Regions from separate parts of the Mus musculus genome. Here regions 2 and 3 are each linked to region 1. A link is a contact called in public HiChIP or PLAC-seq data. All regions are on one chromosome and are shown on one strand. The core of a region is the stretch at or near the end of the contact, and the rest is flanking DNA. Distances in the headings are between cores, read along the strand shown.

The links. HiChIP or PLAC-seq counts read pairs in DNA pulled down with a chosen protein or histone mark.
Region 2: a CTCF HiChIP or PLAC-seq map of CD8 T cells shows a contact between it and region 1, with 5 read pairs. The contact joins two enhancer-like sites. A contact is called at or near these places in 1 of 39 promoter capture datasets (HPC-7-derived erythroid cells), 1 of 15 datasets of contacts at CTCF or cohesin (CD8 T cells), 6 of 484 Hi-C or Micro-C datasets (ECoMG myeloid progenitors, the HPC-7 cell line, bone marrow-derived DN2 thymocytes and 3 more) and 3 of 115 datasets of contacts at active chromatin or transcription factors (bone marrow-derived macrophages, embryonic stem cells and memory CD8 T cells).
Region 3: an H3K27ac HiChIP or PLAC-seq map of CD8 T cells shows a contact between it and region 1, with 5 times the contacts expected there. The contact joins two enhancer-like sites. A contact is called at or near these places in 3 of 484 Hi-C or Micro-C datasets (embryonic stem cells, hematopoietic stem and progenitor cells and nephron progenitors), 1 of 115 datasets of contacts at active chromatin or transcription factors (CD8 T cells) and 2 of 9 other capture datasets (adipose tissue and liver).

Annotation. Positions count from the first base shown.
Region 1 is chr17:64,856,478-64,860,863 of GRCm38.p6, forward strand. No RefSeq gene overlaps it. Among named protein-coding and RNA genes, the nearest start is that of 4930583I09Rik, 23 kb to the left of the region's middle. Within about 2 kb of position 2,489, at least 33 of the 459 cell types and tissues checked have an H3K27ac peak or open chromatin away from gene starts, as enhancers often do. A contact at or near this core is called in CD8 T cells and memory CD8 T cells, where this site is marked.
Region 2 is chr17:64,620,511-64,624,896 of GRCm38.p6, forward strand. Man2a1 (mannosidase 2, alpha 1) reads left to right here. Exons shown (of 22, transcript NM_008549.2): 2 at 4,018-4,269. Among named protein-coding and RNA genes, the nearest start is that of Man2a1, 21 kb to the left of the region's middle. Within about 2 kb of position 1,986, at least 106 of the 459 cell types and tissues checked have an H3K27ac peak or open chromatin away from gene starts, as enhancers often do. A contact at or near this core is called in CD8 T cells and memory CD8 T cells, where this site is marked.
Region 3 is chr17:64,720,952-64,725,337 of GRCm38.p6, forward strand. All of the region lies in intron 16 of Man2a1 (mannosidase 2, alpha 1), which reads left to right. Among named protein-coding and RNA genes, the nearest start is that of Dreh, 44 kb to the right of the region's middle. Within about 2 kb of position 2,415, at least 29 of the 459 cell types and tissues checked have an H3K27ac peak or open chromatin away from gene starts, as enhancers often do. A contact at or near this core is called in CD8 T cells, where this site is marked.

The sequences.
Region 1 (4,386 bases), core at 1,239-3,738:
CTCTGAGGGTGATGCCCTCAGGATCTAATTACCTGCTACTAGGTTGCAGGCCACCTCAATAACATTACAGTGGCAACAAAGTTTCCACCACAGGATCATTGAGGAGCAGACCTGAGCGGGGATCCAAATTCCACCAAGATGGGAGCAATGTCCTTTCCTGCTTTCTTACTGATTGGATTAATTTTTGACTCAAACACTGTCAATGGACACCTCTCTTCTTCTAAAGAATTCAATAAGCAAGTCGGCTCCTGTGGGCCATCCTGATTGCACTGGAAACTATGTGTAAGCATTTAGAGTATGTCTTAAACAATGTGCTGTGGGTTACATTAGTTTCTCTCTTAAGAATACCATGCCTTGGATCTCTACCAAAAGTCCTGTGTGGTCAATCAGGAAGTTTTCCTCTTGCTGGCCACGATCTACATATCCTCTAAGTTTGAGCTCAGGAAATGTGATTTTAGGATTGCCCAAAGCTGCACTTCACCCACCTTGTACAGTTTTATGTAATGTACACACATCTTGATGTTCAAACAAAGACACAGATCATCCTTCTAATGTATCTAGTGACAGTCCATGTACCTTTGTATCATTCAGGATTTCTATTGCTGTGAGGAGACACCATGACCATGGCAACTCTTATAAAGGAAAACATTTCATTTGGGACTGGCTCACAGCTTCAGAGTTGTTCACCGTTACCATGGTGGGACATGGTGGCATGCAGGCAGACATGGTGCTGGGGGAAAGAGCTGAGAGTTCTGCATCATCATCTGCAGGCAGCAGAAAGAGACTGTGAGTCACACCAGGCATAGCTTGAGCATATGAAACCTCAAAGTCTGCTCACCCAGTGACATCCTTCCTCCAACAAGGCCACACCTACTCCAATAAGACCACACCTCCTAATAGTGCCACGCCCTATGGCCCAAGAATTCAGACACATGAGTGCATAGAGGCTTTTCCTATTCAAACCACCACCACAATGGTCTCTTCTCTCGTGCTTGGCTCTGTAAATCCCTTCAAATCAGCAATTCCAAACCCTCCTTCAGCAAAATGGGAGTATTACGCGAGCTTGTTTTCTCTCTTTCAAGATCATAGTCCGAGGCTTCCTGCTGTCCAGCATCTGCTCGCAACCACTTCATATATTTTCCCCCATTTCCCAGTTGTTTATGGAGAGAGGCCAGGATGAAGTCGGTTCCTCTTGTAAAGGGGAGAAGCAGAAGCGTTAATCAGCACCATGAAACTCAACTAAGAATGAAGCTTTTCCTTGAATTTGGCCAAGGAAGCTTCTGTAGTTTTTTTTTTCAGAGAATACCTGAAGTTTGCAAGCTGTATTCCCAACACAACACAAAAATATATCAACTTAGTGTAAGTTAACTTACGGGTCAAAATCACAAGAGTGATTCTTTGTCTCTCAATCTTAAAGATACAAGAATTAGATTTTTTTTCTCCTCTGAATGTCAGCTAGTCTCCCTACCCCCCACCACCCCAAAAATCCATAAGGCAGCAGATATTGATTGAACTCACTAAGTAGCCCTTCAAGAAAACTATCAAAGAATTGACAGAGAACCATGTTAAAAATATCCATGTACAGCCCAGGGGACAGATGGAATAAATAGCGGAGGGTTTTAGAAAGAAGTTTGAAATCCGTGGTGGCTGTTTTCCTTACACTTCAGAATTGCCAATCATACCCTCTAAACCGTAGTAATATTGAACTTAAAATAAAATTTGGTTTGCATATTTTTACTTCCGATATGACACACTGTAGTTAACATGGCATTTGCAAAAACAAACATCCTATTAAATAAATTGAATTAGTCATCCAGATAGCTTTTACCTATTTCCCGGAGCACTGTAGGAGACAGAAAATGATAGACTGAGTTTAACCAGTGAAGCCTGTCAACACACGAGCAGCTCCGTTCATCACCGCTCAGCTTTGTCAGGAGTGGAGTGTCAGTGTGCAGTGACTTCTATTGGCTATGTGATCTTGGCTTTCTAACTGATATTTTGCGTATTAAAGACTTCCTATCTTAGTATTTGGGGCACACGCTTGTGTGTGTGTGTGTGTGTGTGTGTGTGTGATTATGTGCGAACATATGAACCTAGTGTGTGATACTTGGAGGGATCAGAGGTCAACATCTAGTGTTTTCATTAGTTGATCTTTATCTTATTTTTTATGAGATGGGGTTTCTCATTTAAACTGGAACCCATGGAATTGGTTAGACTGGCTATGCAGCCAGCCCTCGAGTCCTTCCATCTCTACCTCCTCAGCTCTGGGACTATGGGCAGACATGGCTGTACCTGACTTTTTACATGTATGGGGGAGAACAGATCAAAGTCCTTACGCTTGAGCAGCAAGCTTTTTGCAGATTGAGCCATCTTTCTATTTGATGTCTTCTCTAGCGATCCTGTCAAGGGTTTCTTATTATATGGAAGAGAAAGGATCCCTTCTAAGCTGCTGAAGATGCATCCACCCAGAGCAGTCTCTAACCACACGAGCAGTCTCTAACCACACGAGCAGTCTCTAACCACCCAGAGCAGTCTCTAACCACACGAGCAGTCTCTAACCACACGAGCTTTCTGACCTCTGTCCACTGAACCTCAGGGTCTTGTCTTTCTCTGATAAGGTCCCACTTCCTCTATATTCTTGTATTTCTAACATCTTTAGTCTTTTCTCTTCCCCTTCCTGAGGAATCCTGAACCTAGATACTGCTCTTGCCATGAGCTTCATCTTGGCTTTGGAATCTTCGCAGGGTCTCAAGTGCCTTTCTCCTTTTAGCCTTCTCTTTGTAGTGTGATTTCCTGGCCAGTGGCCTTACACAGACTTGTACTAGAATGGGTAGAGCCCTCTACCCTTAGTCCCTAGTGTACCATCTGATCTTTTTTCTTTTTATATATGATCTTAGGGTAGACATGAACTCACAATGTAGCTCAAGCTAGCTCCACACTTGTGGTTTTCCTGCCTCTACTTTCAGAGTGCTGAAATTACAGGCGTGTACCATTACAGGTGTGTGATGTGAAGTCATTTTATAAAAATTTCTGAAAAGTTAATTACAATATCAAGACAAGGAAAAACTTCCAGTTTTTATTGTCAAAACGTAAAATAAATTAATAGAAAAAGGTGTGTGTTCAGTGTGTGTGCTTATATTTGCACATGTGATAATATGTGTGCATATTTCCATCTTTGCCACAGAAGGAGATCCTGCCATTTACAATGACACTGACTAATTTATAGGACATAATGGTAAAAGAACTAGCATACATACAGAAAGGCACCTACTATAAATTATGTTTTAAGTGAAGAATATTTTTAAGTTGAATCCATACAAGCAGAGAGTAAAATCAGTGGTTTCTGTGACAGAGAAAACAGGCAAATGAGTGGAGATGATCAAAGAGAACAAAGTTGTACAGGGAGTTGTTAAATCTGGAAATGTAGTATTTTATTTATTTATTTATTTATTTATATTTATTTATTCGTTTGTTTGTTTGTTTTTGAGACAGGGTTTCTCTGTATAGTCCTGGTTGTCCTGGAACTCACTTTGTAGAGCAGGCTAGCCTCGAACTCAGAAATCCACTTGCCTCTGCCTCCCGAGTGCTGGGATTAAAGGCGTGTGCCACCATGCCTGGCTTTTATTTTGTTATTTTTTATTTTTTGGTTTTGTAGTATATAATATAAGGGTTACAGAGACAATACTGGATTCTTAGATTGTATGCTGGTAGTTTGCCAAAGGAATAGATTCTAGGTACTGTCCAGACACAGACACAGGTACAGACACATGCACACACACACACACAGACACAGATACACATACAAGCACGTACATGCATATGCAGACACAGATACAGACACATACATACATATACACACATGTACACATATACACATATGCACACATATACACACACATATATACATACACACAGATACACACACACTCACACACATACATATACACATACATTCACATACACACATATACACACACATATACAATATACACAGACACACACCTACACTCTCACACACACTCACATACACATACACACATACACAAACATATACACACATGCATATATGCACATATGCACATACACGCACACACATACACACATACACACACACTCTATTTGCTTCACTGTAGACATCCCCATGGATAAACAGAAATTGCCTCAAATTCTTCTTTGCCTTGTTAAAAAAAATTCTCCATAGTATCTTTCCTTTCTGGGATTCTGAAAATCAAGACCTTTTTTTTGCTTTTCACACAGTCCTGTCTTCACAATTTTTTAAATTCCACCTTTAACCCAGTTACCATATCAAGATGTAACTCTCTATATCTTTGCTTCTTGGGGTGCAGGCACTATGCCAACCTCACTTCCTGCTCTCTCAGCCTCCTG
Region 2 (4,386 bases), core at 736-3,235, 240 kb before region 1:
CAGGGATTTGCTCTGTCTACGTTTTTTACCTCATCAGGCCTTTGGTGACAGATGTTGCTCCACATGAGAGCTGATCTTCCCCACTCAGCCCACTGGCCCAAGGTTCTTTAAAAATGCCTTCTAGACACAGAGCTAGTCCTGTGATGCTACTCAGGGTGACATGCTTGGATTGTCCCTTTTGATAGAAGAAGGGAGGGTCCCAGCACCGATTAGCAGAAGCTAACCAAGCTACGAAGTACAGTAGATGGCTGGATTTTGCCCCTTTTCAAGATCCCTTGGGAGTCCAGTTTAATGGCATCCTGGTGAGCCATGTCTTGTAGTTAAGGGAGGCACAGGGGTGTGGCTGACTTTTAAAGATGCAGATAGTGGGGCTGGAGAGACTGCTCACCCTGGGTTCTTCTCTCAGCACCCACACAGTGACTCAGCTATGTGTACCTCCAGTACCAGGGAACCTGATACCCTCATCTGTCTTCCCTGGGCATCACACACATGTGGGGCAGAGTCATACATGCCGTCAAAAATCTCATACACATAATAATAAATTAATTTAAAATTTAAACATATTAGACTACATTATGTCATAAGCCTATGAGACCGTCTGCTTCCCGTCGGTTGGAGTAGGAGAACTGCCACACCACTGGGCATGGGGAGTTTGAACCTGCAGCCTTGAGAGGATTTCCCCAGGAGTGAAGCCTCGGAGGAGATGACAGAGGTGGGCTTGGGCTTAGAAATTGGGAGGACCCTGGCCTCTGCTTGTGAGGCCTCTGAGCTGTGGAAGGAAAGACAGCCCTCTTTGCAGGTGAAGCCTGAAGGAAGAAGATGCACAATCAGCCGTGCTTGAGTGGTCACAGTAACTCTCGTCGCCAGCAGCCCGTGTCCTCCCTGGGGCAGATCATTATGTAATGTGTTAAGAGTTGGCTGTGGACAGTGATGGATCTCTTTCCTAGGATGGAGTGGGCACCGATCCTGGTCTACCTCGTTGTAGACTCTAAATTAGCTCTGCCCAACGTCTTTGATATGTGCCAGCTTTTCCCTCAGCTCTTCTCTTTCACCACTAGCAGAGAAAAATCAAATATGACCTTCTTCCCCCTCCCCGGCAGAACAGGGCTGAAGATGCCTCCCCATAGAACTGATTAGCAAATCAAAGGATAACACGCTTTTCTCACCAGTGGGTTTCTTGCCCTACAGAAAACTGTCTTTTTCAGTATTCCTATCAGCATTCTTTGACCTGTCAGCGTAATTGAAACATTATCTATCATTTCTGTTTCTTTAATGCACACCACAGGTACATCCCTTCAGGCCACACCATTTCCTCCCAGCCATGTGGGTGGAGTTTGCCTATGAGGTATATGGTAAGGATTTTGGCTGTTTGGAGGGAGACCTTATTCCGGTGTGTAATATAATTTAAAAATGGTTTTCATTAGACCATTAATGCTGACAGAGCCTCAGGGCACACTCTTCTACCCGTACTTAAGTTACTATAGAACCCTGGGCACTGGTTGTTAATTGTATCTTCAGAGCTATCATGAAAGTGAAAGCCACCTTTAATGTCTGTTGGCTCCCTCTTCCCAAACCGTAGCAGGTGATGTTTATACTGAGTCTTTCTCTGACACGGAGGGTTTGGGAGCAAGGCCCATAGCAGAAGCTTTCCCTAGACTGCTCCTTGCCCTCCTCACTGTGAGTGTTGAGCTACAGTGGGCAGCTGGGCTAAGGATGTGGGTCCAGGGGGAACCTCGTCCAAGCACAGAGAACCTTGGAGAGGTGTATCATGCTCAGGCAGCCTCGCATAGTATCGTTAAAAGCTCTGAGAGCACACCAAAGCTTCATTTTAGGGAGATAGTGCGACAGCTCTGAAGGTCTGATTCTGCACAGAATGGGGACTTGCTTGATTGAGACCTCGGTGCTACGATGGCCTCTGGAGGGAGTTTCGGTTTCGAGACTGGAACTCCTCAGCAGGATGAGTCAGAACAATTGTAGGAAGCTCCAGGCTGTTCTGATGTGGTCATGTGTGAAGAATCTCCCCATTTGTTCCCTGTAACTATGGAAGTGTGGACAGAGACACCGTGCGTTTGACTCTCAAGCCTTTTTATTCTTTCGGGTTCCATGGGGAGCCACAGCAGAAGAGGGCTTTAGGTCTTTGCATAGCACAGAACTGCTGGCCCTCATAGCCAACACTGATGTGGCCTTCGTTGGTATGGCGGGCATGGCCAGCCTTTTTCCAGTGTACTGGCATGGCCATGGTATTACAATCTACATGTTTATACTCTGGAATTGTACACTCTAGTTATAAAAACAGCCATACAGGAAACCTCATCATGTTAGAGGCAGTTTAAACAAATAAGCTTTTTGTGTTGGGCCACATCTATAGTTCTGCGCTGCAGGCTGGAGGCTCCTGGCTACCTTATCACTAAAGGGCTCTGGTGATCTGGAGCCCACATGATTTCTCTCTCTTCTAGGTATGATCAGAGAGTCAGTCCTGTGTTGAGACCCTAGGTCTCCTTGGCTATGCTGTGTCCTCTTTGCACTTTATCTGCCTACCCAACTTTATGAGTATAATTAAATCTTTGACTCACTGTTAAACCAACAAATATTCACAGTAGGTTAAAAACAATGTAGGTTTTAGTTAGATGTTTTGTCAAAATTGCACCATTGTAGATATTATGTCTTTCCTTTTGCTTCCTCCAGGTTGTCAATTTTCATCAATATTCTATTTAGATAAGTTTGTGTAAGGTCTTCAGATTTTGTTATTCATTAAAAAATTACTTAGAAGCTGGGCATGGTGGTGCACGCCTTTAATCCCAGCACTCGGGAGGCAGAGGCAGGTGGATTTCTGAGTTCAAGGCCAGCCTGGTCTACAGAGTGAGTTCCAGGACAGCCAGGGCTACACAGAGAAACCCTGTCTAAAAAAAAATCCAAACAAAACAGAACAAATTCTATGATGGGTGTTTTAACTGCACGTGTGTCTATACCACTTGCATTTCTGGTGTCCACCATTGGGTCCCCTGGTACTGGAGTTACAGATGGTTGTGAGCCACCATGTGAGAGCTGAGAATCAAATCCAGGTTGTCTGGAAGAGTAGATAGTGCTGTTAACCAGAGCCATATCTCTGGTTCTTTCTTCTTACACTTATTAAAGATTTTTTTTTAATTTTATTTTAAAGTGTATGTTTGTGGTGTGTGCGTATGCATGTGTGTTGCTTATAATGCTATCTTGTATATTCAAACACACACATACATACACACACATGTATGACAGTATATATCTTAGGTATTTTTGTCTTCCCACCGTGTGGCATTCTTCCCAACCCTAGACTTACAGTTCAGAGCAGTTATTGAGAAACATTTTACAAATGCATGAATATCTTTCCTGTACTTGGAACTGAGCATCCAGGGTTGAACAAGTCAGAGATGGATCTTCCTGCCATTAGCTGCAGGAATTGGGAAAGCAAGGTTGTAAGGATGTCAAGCTTTTTAATGTGGGGATCAATTAAAAACAAAAATGCCCTGCATGTCACACAGCATAATAAAAGCACCCTGACTGGCTTATTAGGGCATGCTTATGTCTGTGGCAGTTAAGAGTTGATGAATTGATTTTTTTCTAGATTGTTCAGTATGTGTTAACAAAGGGAGGTAGAGCACTCTCATTCAGCTTGTATGGTTTTTGACCCTGCAAATTAACCCCAGTCTATTTTGCTTAAATTTCAAACTTCACTCTTGAATATAACATGTATCTGCAGTAGTGGTTCTAGAGGCCCTAAGATCGGTTAGGCCTGGATTTGGGGAGACAAGGAAATCATCTGTAAATATCCCGGCCATCGTCTTACACTTTAAAGATTAGATAAAGACAGTGGTTACAGAAAGGTCTTATGCTATAAGAAGGTATTTCAGACCTAGCTGCCCATGTGCTGTGTGTTTGTGCATATACAAGTGGACAGAGGAGGGTGACCGCTGGTCCCCTGCGTGCCTTGGCAGAGCCCGCAGTCATGGTTCCCATAGCCACCTCTTCCTCTTCTTTCAGGGCCAGCTTTCAATATTGCAAGAAAAGATTGACCATTTGGAGCGTTTGCTCGCTGAGAACAACGAGATCATCTCAAATATCAGAGACTCAGTCATCAACCTGAGCGAGTCTGTGGAGGACGGCCCGCGGGGGTCACCAGGCAACGCCAGCCAAGGCTCCATCCACCTCCACTCGCCACAGTTGGCCCTGCAGGCTGACCCCAGAGACTGTTTGTTTGCTTCACAGAGTGGGAGTCAGCCCCGGGATGTGCAGGTAACGGGCAGCCGCTGGTCATCAGTGGCCTGTTTGTTTCCTTGTTTTCAGGTTTGCCTCTGGGTCTGCTTTACTCCGTACGTTTCTAAGCTCTGGGCTCCAGCATTGCCTTTTGCC
Region 3 (4,386 bases), core at 1,165-3,664, 140 kb before region 1:
AATATAAAAATGGCCAAAGAACGGTCACTGGAGCTAAGAGAGGAGGAAGGTTTGATGTAGGGAGGTTTAGGGTGCTAGGTCTTGGCAAACATCGAAATGGGTAGAAAGAAAGGAAAAGAAAAGGGACGTTGGTTAGATCAAACCTTGTTTCCTAGATAAAGGGCTGTGTGTCTCCTATGTGTTTTCTAAATTGACATGTATTTTTATTTGTATGTTTAAATAATGGCAAAGTACGTCACTGTGGTTAACAGTGACAAGGAAGGCAATTCATTGCACAGTCATGAATTTTTAAGCGGTTGTACAAACTGTTCCCTGGCAGTCCTCACTTCCTTATCTTCATTTTCTTCCTCTTGTCGTATTTATATTCTGTGTCCCCAGAAGATATGTCCTAATACTGCATTTTGGTGTTCAAGAGTCTTATTTGCTGGGTGACTTTTCGTGACGTCTCTGAGACTGTAATCCTATCTGTTGAGCATATCTGTGTGCACATATGTTTAAACTTTAAGAACTCATTCTCTGGCTCTAAGTGTTAATGTCTTTCTGCATTGAGTTATTAAGACAATGTAAATAATATATTACTGTCTTGAGAATTTGTTTTAGAAAATTTAACGGAAATGTTTCTCTCAGTGAACTATACCCTTTTGTTTTCATAAGTACCAAATGCAAAGGTACATTACTCATATGGGTTAGAAGCTGGTAATGGAAAAAAGATTATAGGGCTATCATTTAATATAGGCTCCTTCTGAGTTAGGCACTGTATGTCACAAAATGACCATCAAGCTTTTTTTTTTTTTTTTTTTTGGTTAATTATTTTAACGATCACATTACCCGATTGGGCATCCCTTCAATTTTGTTAAAGGCAAACAGTTGAAAACTATATTTGACAGAAGTATTTGATGGTCGTTTACAAATCGAATCAGACACCGATATCTCAAATTATATTTGCTTAGCACCTGTGTAAGTGGGAATGGGTGAGAAGTGTGCTTCCATCCCACACTACCTACTCTCCTTCTCCCCTCCTCCCTTCTCCCTCCTCCCTCCCCCTCTCTTCTTTGTGCCTCCTTCTAATTGTGTTGGGAGAAGAACTATACAGAGTGGTAGAAAGGTTTATAGATGGTTTATAGATGTGTGGTTCCATGGCAGGATTGTTTTGGACAGATGAACATAGAATGATTTATGAACTCCCTGCTTCTTTGGAGGGAGCATGTCTGAGAACTGAACGGAAGTGGGTTGAGAGTAAGCCTCAGGACCCAGTGGGCTCAGCTCTCTGCTCTTCTGTCTTTAGCCAGGACAAGTCTTGGGCATGGGGAAAGTGCCAAGGAGACTAGGAGACAAGCTCCTGTATTGTCTTCCCAGGCCAGGGCTCTGTCTCTTGCCTGTCTTGTGCTGCTGCTGATTTGAAGACTGCAGCTGTTTGATGTGTTATGTTCCTTCCCAAACCTGTTGATTCATGAACTCGTTGTTTTCTTTTGGAAAAGCAGCTTCTGGGGGGTGAGGGGTGGGGGTGGTCCTCTTTTAAACCTTCTTCAAATTCATCATTCTTTATTGCTCCCATCTTAACCAACATTTTGCACTTTACCCCCTTACGAAGTACGTGCTTCTGCACTTCTGTTGCCCTGGTGGCCTGGTTTTTCCCTGGGCCATTCCTCCTAGGCTCTCATGCCTGCAGTTACTGGGATGCATCTGGGTCAGGGTTTGTGCCTGGGAAAGAACTGCAGACCGCCTGAACCCCACATCCTATCCTCTCCTCCTGTCCAACCTGCTGGCCCTTCCTTCCTTCCTGATAGCCTCTTCCTGCTCCCCATTAACATGTGCTCTGGTACCCCCTCTCTGTGTGTTCTGCTCCCCTGTAAAGTCTTTTCTTCTTTATTTCATAGTCCCTTCTAGAATCTTAACCTGTCACTCTTCTAGAAACCACATAAAGAGAAAATGTGACATTTCTCTTTCTGGCTTATTTCATTTACCACAATGACTACAGGTTCACCCATTTTCATGTAAATTCTATGAATTTTTTCCTCTTTCTTAATTTTTGAAATAAATTAATAAAATTCCATTGTCAATCGATCACATTTTCTTTCTCCATTCATCCACTGATGAGTGTCTAGCCTGGTTCCATTTCTTATCCATTGTACCTAGTGCAACACTATGTATAGACACACGTCTCTCTCTCATAGCAAGTTTGGTTGTTTTGTAGATAGATAGATAGATAGATAGATAGATAGATAGATAGATAGTTTTGGTGATTTAAGTTCAAAATATTCTGAAATTTTTTCAGGGAACTATTTTAAGTCCAAAGACTTATCTTCCCAACAGCTGCTGTAGCCATGCTTCTTCTGTATGTAATTGCTCAGTCCTTTTCAGTGCAGACAGAGATGAAGAGGAAGTGGGGATAGAGACAGTCACAGTAGAAGGCCACAGTGTTTCCTGAGCCTTGGGGAGGTGGGGTGATGTAGATGTCCTGTCAGTGGGTGAGCACTCAATCACTTATGATCCAGTCAGCACTTTGAAGAGTTATATGTCTCTGCATCAACCCTGACCCACTGCAATAAAAAGCTGCTCTGATTACCGCTGAGAGCAGCACAGATCTGTGGACATTTAACACAAATGTTTAGAAGTCAGTTTCACCAAAATCTTGCTGGCATATGCAATAGTGTCTGGGTTTGGTGGCTGATTATGAGATTTTGCTGAAGGGACCCTGGTATAGCTGTCTCATATGAGGCTCTGCCAGTGCCTGGGAAACACAGAAGTGGATGCTCACAGTCAGCTATTGGATGAAACACAGGGCCCAATGGAGAAGCTAGAGAAAGTACTCAAGGAGCTGAAGGGGTCTGCAATCCTATAGGTGGAACAACAATATGAACTAACAAGTACCCCCAGAGCTCGTGTCTCTAGCTGCATATGTAGCAGAAGATGGCCTAGTCAGCCATCACTGGGAAGAGAGGCAGGCCCCTTGGTCTTGCAAACTTTATATGCCCCCGTACAGGGGAATGCCAGGGCCAAGAAGCAGGAGTTGGTGGGTTGGAGAGCAGGGCAGGGGGAAGGTATAGGGAACTTTTGGGATAGCATTTAAAATTTGAAATGTATATAAAGAAAATATCTAATGAAAAAAAGTTGCCTGCCTCCAGCCACCAGATAAATAAAGGATAATTAAAAAAAAAAAAAAAAAAAGAAGTCAGTTTCACATGACAATATAGCACAACAATAGCCTAGATCTAGGGCCCATGGCCTCCCTTACTATGATCTTTGACTATGTTTATAGCCTCAGGTGTGCATGTCCTTCTGTGGCAATCTCAAATCTAATCAAAAGAGTGGTTAGTGTTCTGATTTTCCATCAATGTCAACATGCACAGCTAGGTCATTGGAGAGAAGTCTCAATCGAAGAATTACCTAGTTAAGACTGGTATGCGAGCATGCCTGAATTAGTGATATTGAAGCCCACTGTGGGTGGCACCATTCCTCAGGCAGGTTGTCCTTGCTTGTGAGTGTATGCATGTATGTGTGTGCATGTCCCTCAGTGGTGGGTTGTACCTGCAGGTATAATATAAAATAAACTCTTTGCTGGAAGTCACATTTGGTCAGAGTATTTTACCACAGCAACAGAAAAGTAGTCAGAGCAGCACCATGAATAGTCTTGCCACTAATGTACCAGTGGGTACATCTTGCCTGCTTGTCAGTATTGTAACATGTGAGGGCCACCACTAGCTAAGATGATTGATGTCTTCTCTCTCAGACACCCGTATAGCACCTTCCAGTACTATGCAAGCGAGGCCTAGCAGGGAGAGTTTCCTGGTCAGTTTAAGATCGATTTCTCTGTGTCCTGCAGTGAAAGTCTGTAGTGTCCAGGAATCTATGGTGGGCAACCAAGAGCAATGGCAGCATCTCCCTTAATAAACTATCCCTCAGTCCCCCAATTCTGGTTTCCTGGTTTCTACATGTACTTCAGGTTAAATACACAGATGCACACCTAAACAAACAATAGATTTGAAGCTGTGGACCACATAGGAGAGGACATGTGACTTTTTTTCTAGTTGGGTGCAAGCCAGATGCCCTCATCCTTTCTTGACCTAATCAAAAGGTGGGGGCCACTTATAGGATTCTGGATTCTTTCTGGGAAGTGTTCAGGGCTCTCTTGCTTTTTTTTTTTTTTTTTTTTTTTTTTTGGTTTTTCGAGACAGGGTTTCTCTGTATAGCCCTGTCTATCCTGGAACTCACACTGTAGACCAGGCTGTCCTCAAAGTCAGAAATCCACCTGCCTCTGCCTCCCAAGTGCTGGGATTAAAGGCGTGCTTTCCTCTCATTAGATTTCCTCTGATTGGATGTGGCAAAGTGCTATGTGATTTTGCAGAGTCTGTCCCATGGGGAAAATACGCTGTGTCTTCCAGAGCT